Linked DNA regions of Mus musculus: region 2 is linked to region 1. A link is a contact called in public ChIA-PET data. All regions are on one chromosome and are shown on one strand. The core of a region is the stretch at or near the end of the contact, and the rest is flanking DNA. Distances in the headings are between cores, read along the strand shown. Region 1 holds the start of Mrfap1 (Morf4 family associated protein 1). Region 2 has its middle 7.6 kb from the start of Gm52814.

Region 1 (3,539 bases), core at 620-3,119:
ATATTTCTTAGTAACTCTCCGGGCTGATCTTTTCAAGCAAACGAATACTTTTATTAACATGTAAGATTTTGTTTTCAACATGGTAAGGGTTTTGACCTCAAACGCTTATCAGGTCTGCCACTCATACATTTATAGTTCGACTACATATGAACCTTTAAGACGCCTCTTCTTTTAAGTTTTGGGTCCATTGCAGGTTTTCCTTCCTAGGCCACACAGGGTATTGCAAGGATCTTTCATTTTATGGCCAGGATCTCCTCGAATATATGGGGATACCAACTTGTACAGACTAACAAGACCTCTTCTCCCATCCGAGGTTCCATTTCTTTTAGAAATGAGTTAGGCTGTCCCAACAAACTCACCAGGCAGGTTACAATAGATAGTGTAGCACATAAAATTTAAATTTTGCACAAAATACATCTCTCCTCCTTTGGTCTCACACAGAAATTAAAGTCCCCCAATAGAAACAATACTATCCTCCGACCCTTCTCCCAGGTCATCAGTCCTAGCCATGTAAGGCCCATCCACTGTCCCGGATGAAGTCTGGTCTCTTCTGCCATTGCTGCATGGAGTCTTCGAGAATTAACACAGCTCCTTCAGAACTTTCAGAGGCGGTGAGCTTCAACTCTGAGTCTCAAGTGTCACAGAGATTCAAAGTTCAGGGAGCTATCAGGTCACCCAAGAAAGAGCAAAGCACCTCAAAATTTAGGAACAACAACCAAAGGCCAGGAATGAACGTTATTCAACTGCCACAGGGCTTACAATCTAGGCCCTAATTCCCGTATGTGAGCGCATTTTCCAAATCAAAGTTATTTCCCCCAAACAAACAAAAAAAAGGAACCACCGAATAATCAAAAACTCATATCGAGGTCGTCAACCGCAGACCATAGCAGAAACGTAGTGTCAGTGAGAAACAGAGGGAAGACAGAGGGGAAAAGAAAAAAAAATAAGAAGGAGATAAAAAAAAAAAAAAAGGAAAACAAAAGGCTCTCTGGTTTCAGCTTCTCCAGGGTGTCATGTCAGCCAATCGCCATCACTCAACCAGAATCCATTGGCTGGAAACCTAAGGCACGGGCGGGAGAGATTCATCACCGAGAGGTTAATCACGCTGTCCGGACAGCAAAGCAAATACCCGGCCCCCTTCTGGACGCTGTCTCACTTAGGGCCCCATGCTCTCCAGCACCATCTGGAAACTTCCACGGTCTCCCCGCCGACGATTTGCTATTACTCCTTCCCCAGGGGGGGCCTAGTTTACTCCCGAGGCGACAAGCCAGCCTCCTCCCCCACCGTCGCCCACGCCCCGCCAGGCTCCCGCCCTTACCGCGGCCGGCTCCTCACGAAGACTCGCTCTTCTCTATCCGCCGCACGAGCTGCACCAGCATCTCGGCCATCTTCGCCATCTCCTGCGCCTTCTCGTCGGCCTTCTCCGCCCGGGGGCCGCGGGGCTCGGCGCCGCCGGCACCCTGCAGGTGGTTGAGGGCGCTCTCCTCGGAGGCCTCGACCTGCGTCTTGATCTGGATCAGCATATTGTCCATCTCCCACAGCTTGCCCCGGTTGCGCGCCGGCGCGCGCCCGCGCTCGCGCGTCAGCGACGCGATGTCCTCGCGCATCTCGTGGATGACGGGCAGCAGAAACTGCTCGAAGTCCTCCTCGGGCTCCAGCACCTCCACCTCCTCGGGCTCCGCCAGCTCCACCGCGTCCAGGGGCCGCATCGCCGCTGCTCTGCTCGTCTGCACGACCCTCACGGACGGAGCTCGGGCCGAGTCCTCAAAACTTCCGCCGCCGGTCCAACTTTCCGCCTCGGAGAAGCCACGGAGACGAGTGACTGCCGAGCGGGCGAGCGACGAACAAAATGGAGTCTCAACCGTCAACCAGCGCTCGGCGCTTTGCGACCCCTTTCACGACACCTCCGCGCCCCCTCTTTACGGCCGCGCTGAAAGGGGCGGGCGCGCTCGCGTCCACGAAGGGGCGGGGCGAGCGCCTCTGCGGCCGCGCGCTGACATTAGGTCGGCCTCCCTTTCGCAGCTTTTGCAGCTGCTCTGGGTGATGCGAAGTTCGTCCCTTCCTGTATCTTATTCCGATTTTATTTATTTACTTTTTGAAACAGGACCTCACGCTGTAGCCAAGGCTGGCCTGGAACTCAATTATTTGGCTTAAACTGATCTTGAACTCTAGGCAGTCCTCTTGCCGTAGCTTCCCGTGTCGCAGGTGTGAGCCACCGCACCCGACAAGTTTACTTTTAAAAAAGAAAAAGAGCCCGCCTTTAATTCCAGCACCTGGGAGGTAGAGGCGGCAGGCAGACCGATCCTTGAGTTTGAGGTCATCCTGGTGTACATAGTGAGTTCAGTACATAGACCCTGTTTCAAAACAAATCAAAACCACCAAACAAACAACAACAACAACAACAAAAACAGTTTTTCGAAACTGGGGAAAGAGGAATCTTGGAAAGCCATGTGTGGACAGTCATCCTGCTCATAGCTCCGCCCCTTTGGTTAGTTTAAGTGAATTATCATATCTTGATTGACGGAGTGGCTGGGTGTGTTTTTACCTGACAGAGCTCCTGGCTTCCTAAGGTGAAACTATTGTCTGATGCTTTCTGAGGCCCCAGGTCACATTCAGTTGGTGATCACTTGCTGTGGAAAGGACAGAAGTTGGCTCAGACGACTACATTTGCGTAACTGTTACTCAACCAACACTGAACTTTAAGGGGAGATGCCGAATTCTTAGTCTACGATCAGACAGTACTTTCTCAGGAATCTAAACTATGTATCTCACTGGTTTTCTAACCACAAGTCGTGAAACCATTTTGCAAAAACCAACCATAGGCATATATAAAGTGCATATCTTTAATTGGACTCTACACTCAGTGGCTTTTGTTTAAAAATAATCCAGGGTAAGAACATGAATAAGCAAATGGTTCAGAGGACAATGGGATACTGTTGCACACTGCATCAGGATACTTAGACTGCAGAACCCTGACATGGGGAAAGGCTGGTATACATTGATCCCAGGAAATTCTCTTCTTTCTCTCCCTCTCGCTACTACTCTCCCTTCCCCTCCCTCACCCTCTCACTCTGCCCCTCCCTCCCGTCTTAATTGGTGGGAATGTGATCTCTATGGCTAAGACAGCTTCTACTGTACAACCCAGCAAATTAGTTGAACCCATGAATCCACCCAAAACCCTGCACATGGATTGTACCCATTAGTGATTCCCTCTGAGTTACCAATAATGTATCAGTGTCACATTAAGGAAAGAAACAGAAGCAATTCTTCTTGGAGTTGTTTAACTAAGAGTGAGTCCAGATCCGAACTGTGTGTTTCAGGCTCCCTGTGTTGTCTGTCCTCTGTCTGTCTGTTGTGTGACTCTGAATCTGTGCCTGCCTAAAGGCTCTCTTGGGAATCTGTTTATCTCTGACTCTGTCTGTCCTTCTGTGAGGGGTGTGTCTGTCCTTAACAAAGGGCTTTGCTTCATCTTTACTGAGTGACTTTGAAAGCATCAGCATCGAATGGGGAAGGAATGGGGCACTTTGTAGAAATCTTTA
Region 2 (3,201 bases), core at 119-2,618, 240 kb after region 1:
GCGACAGATTAGAGGGCTCCTTCCATGTCCCTTTTAATAGTGTTTTGGAGGCTGGCACTGTACCTGTGCACTCCAGCATGGGACACTGTTTAATGATGTCAACAATCTGCATCTTCCATTGAGGCAGTCCACCTCCTTCCCTGTTCTACATGACTTCTTAAAACAATAACAACAACAACAAAAATAACCGATGTAAATTTACAGACCATAAAGCTAACTAACCATTGCAATGGTTCTGGGTCCTCCATGCCCAGCCCTGTGCTGGGAGCATCCAACCAGGAGTCCAGTTTAGTGGCTCCTCATCTCCCCAGCAAGAGCATGGGAGTACCCCGAAGCTGGGGAGAGGACTTGAGGAGTGGGGGAGCGGCCAAGGGAGGCCTGCTGGCACAGTGCAGGGAACCCTAGCTGCCTCTCTGCCAGTTTCTGGAACATGCCGGACTCTTGCTGTGACGAGCATTTCTGTTTGCTGTTTGCTCTCTGGAAGGCTGTCTTCTGCCCTGGCCCTGGATGACTGTTTGGCTTCCTTCCCATCTTAAAGTGCTGTCGCAGGTCAGAACTCCACTTTCCCCTCATCCTTGCTTCAGTTTCCTTCTGAGAGTCATCGTGAGCTGATATGACTTTGTTTCCCTCTTTCACGTCCACTCTCCACCCTGAAGAGCATCATGCATGCGGAGACTCATTTCCCAAGTTTTCAGCCATCCAGGTGGTGTTCACGTGCACCACTCATCACTGCTGCGTGGAGGTGGGGTGACTTAGTTTTCCCCATGCTGCCTTGCTCACTCTGAGCACAAGGCTTCATTTTTTTCTGGGTTCTGCATCCTCTGTAAGATCTGGAGGGTGTCCTTATTTTTCCCCGGTCTGCTGTTGCTAAGGCATGAAAGGCTAGCCCAGTATAAGGTTTGTGATACCCCTGCTGGAGGTGCTTAGACTGAGTGAGCGTCCTCAGGCTTGGAAACTCAGGTACCTGTGTCAGATGACCAGGAGACCTCCGGAGCTGAGCTGCTGTTGCAGCAGTGTGGCTCCTGAGCTCTGAGACATGACTCCAGCAGGCAAGGGGTCAGACTTACTAATGTGAATAAGCCCAGGGGTGAGTGGAGCCATGGGCATGTGGGGAGAGGGTCCTGCTGGGGAGGTGTTGAGTACTGTTAATATTACTAGTTGCTGTTTCAATTTTATGATGTAATCACTAGAATATTTAAAGTGACAGACTGATGGGGTAGGCTCGGGGCTAACTAGCCCCGCCTCCCCGACCCCTGCCCAAGGCCTGGGCTTGCTCTAGCACTGCACAACTGAAGTGACAGTATCCATGTTGGGCCCTGCTGCTGTAGGCTGAAGCTCCCTGAGGCTAAGTGTTGGTAGTACAAGGTATTTACACCCACCAGTTTCCCCACCCCAACTCTGTCTTCTGTTGCCTGTGTGACCTTGGGCCAGGGAGGATTGTGGCTCTTTGGTTTCCTGTTCTGTGAACCAGAAGCTCAGCCTGATGACAAACAGTGACAGGGAACCATTGTCCTCAGCAGGGTTTCTTGTATCTTGGGCCCCCAGGTCTTAGAGAACCTGGAGCTGCCTTTGTTGGGGAGGGGAGAGACCCACAGGGCACACAGTTTGAATAAAAATACAAACCTAGTATTGACACCAGCCCAAATGGCTTTTTGAAGGCTGGAGGCAGGGAATACTGATGGTCCCATCCACAAGGTTTTCTGCTCATAGCTTTGTGCTGTGGGGTGGGAGTGGGAGGGCTCACAGTTGCTTATCACTAACTTGTAGCCTAGGTAGTCACTCTGATATGTCTGGAGAGTGCTGGACACTCCTAGTGTCACTTCTACTAAGGGTATTAGTTTCTCAAGTCGGCTACAATATTTTACCCTAGAAACTTAAGATGTTTTCCAGTACTTCCCTACATGGCTGTGGCCCCTGCTATCTCCAGCAGGGGTGCCTAATCTACCACTTTCTGCCAGGCCAGTTAGGACACTGTGTGTTGAATGATCCCTTGCTGGCTTCTTCCGTGGAGCTCTGGTGCCTGAAAGTGTCTGGCAGGTATCAAGGTGGAAGTGGGTTGGGCTCACACATAAATTGAAATGACTTTGGCTATGTGATCGAGGGTCGTGTGTGTGTGTGTGTGTGTGTGTGTGTGTGTGTGTGTGTGTGTGTGTGAGTCCTGTGAGTTTCAGGTGCTTCCTGAGACTTCTAAGTTTTATTTACTTCCTAGGGAATTAAAAATATCTTTATTTTGTATGTATGAGTGTTTTTCCTGCAGGTGTACATGTGTTATGCATGTCTGGTGCTCAGGGAGGTCAGAAGAGGGCATCAGATCCCTTGGAACTGGAGTTATGATTGACTATAAGCCACAAGATGTGTAGATTTGGAGAAATGAACTTAGATTCCCTGCAAGGGCAACAAGTACTCTCAGTTACTGAGCCTTCTCTACAGCCTCCAACTTCTTGAGTCCTTTAAGTCCTCTCTTTCCATGAGTGATCAGACACCATGACCAAGGCAACTCTTAGAAGGACAACATTTAATTGGGGCTGGCTTACAGGTTCAGAAGTTCAGTCCGTTATCACCAAGGCAGGAACATGGCAGCATCCAGTCAGGCATGATACAGGAGGAGCTGAGAGTTCTACATCTTCATCTGAAGGCTGCTAGCAGAATACTCACCTCCAGGAAGCTAGGGCAAGGGTCTTAAATCCATGTACACAGTGACACACCTACTCCAATAAGGCCACACCTCCAAATAGTGCCACTCCCTGGGCCAATCATATTCAAACTATGACAATAAGGGAATATTTCCTAGTTGTTACAGACACATTATATGAATGGAGGCAATGGGCTGTCCCTGGAGCATCCTCTGGACAGGGAACGGACTTGCTTTGTTGGCTGCACTGTCTAGCCACTGTTCCTGACCAAGCAGGCTTTCTCTGTTTGCCCATTCCTGCCCAGCCAATGCCATGCCTTCATTTGGAGCTCATCTTCATTACCAGGCTTTCCTTCTGAGATTCTTCTCCCACAGCATCATGTGCCCCCTCCCCAGACCTCCCTCAGCCTGTTTCTGTAGTTTTGCTCAAGACTAACACTAGATGCTCCAAGACACAAACTAGCCCTGTTGCTGTAGGGTATCGGGAAATGGGAGTCCTCCAGCAGAGGACAGGGAAGCAGGCAGAATCAACCATTTCATAGTATAAGTTGTCATTTTGAGAGTTCACA

The links. ChIA-PET counts read pairs in DNA pulled down with a chosen protein or histone mark.
Region 2: an RNA polymerase II ChIA-PET map of memory CD8 T cells shows a contact between it and region 1, with 6 read pairs. The contact joins the enhancer-like site here to the promoter of Mrfap1 in region 1. A contact is called at or near these places in 2 of 39 promoter capture datasets (embryonic stem cells and neural stem cells), 1 of 484 Hi-C or Micro-C datasets (embryonic stem cells), 2 of 115 datasets of contacts at active chromatin or transcription factors (memory CD8 T cells and pancreatic cancer cells) and 2 of 9 other capture datasets (adipose tissue and liver).

The regions. Positions count from the first base shown.
Region 1 is chr5:36,794,885-36,798,423 of GRCm38.p6, forward strand. Mrfap1 (Morf4 family associated protein 1) reads right to left here and starts at 1,870. Exons shown (of 2, transcript NM_026242.3): 1 at 1,319-1,870; 2 at 1-1,060. The coding sequence starts at 1,709. The coding sequence ends at 1,332.
Region 2 is chr5:37,035,668-37,038,868 of GRCm38.p6, forward strand. It overlaps a transcript of Jakmip1 not described here. Among named protein-coding and RNA genes, the nearest start is that of Gm52814, 7.6 kb to the left of the region's middle. Within about 2 kb of position 1,369, at least 22 of the 459 cell types and tissues checked have an H3K27ac peak or open chromatin away from gene starts, as enhancers often do. A contact at or near this core is called in memory CD8 T cells, where this site is marked.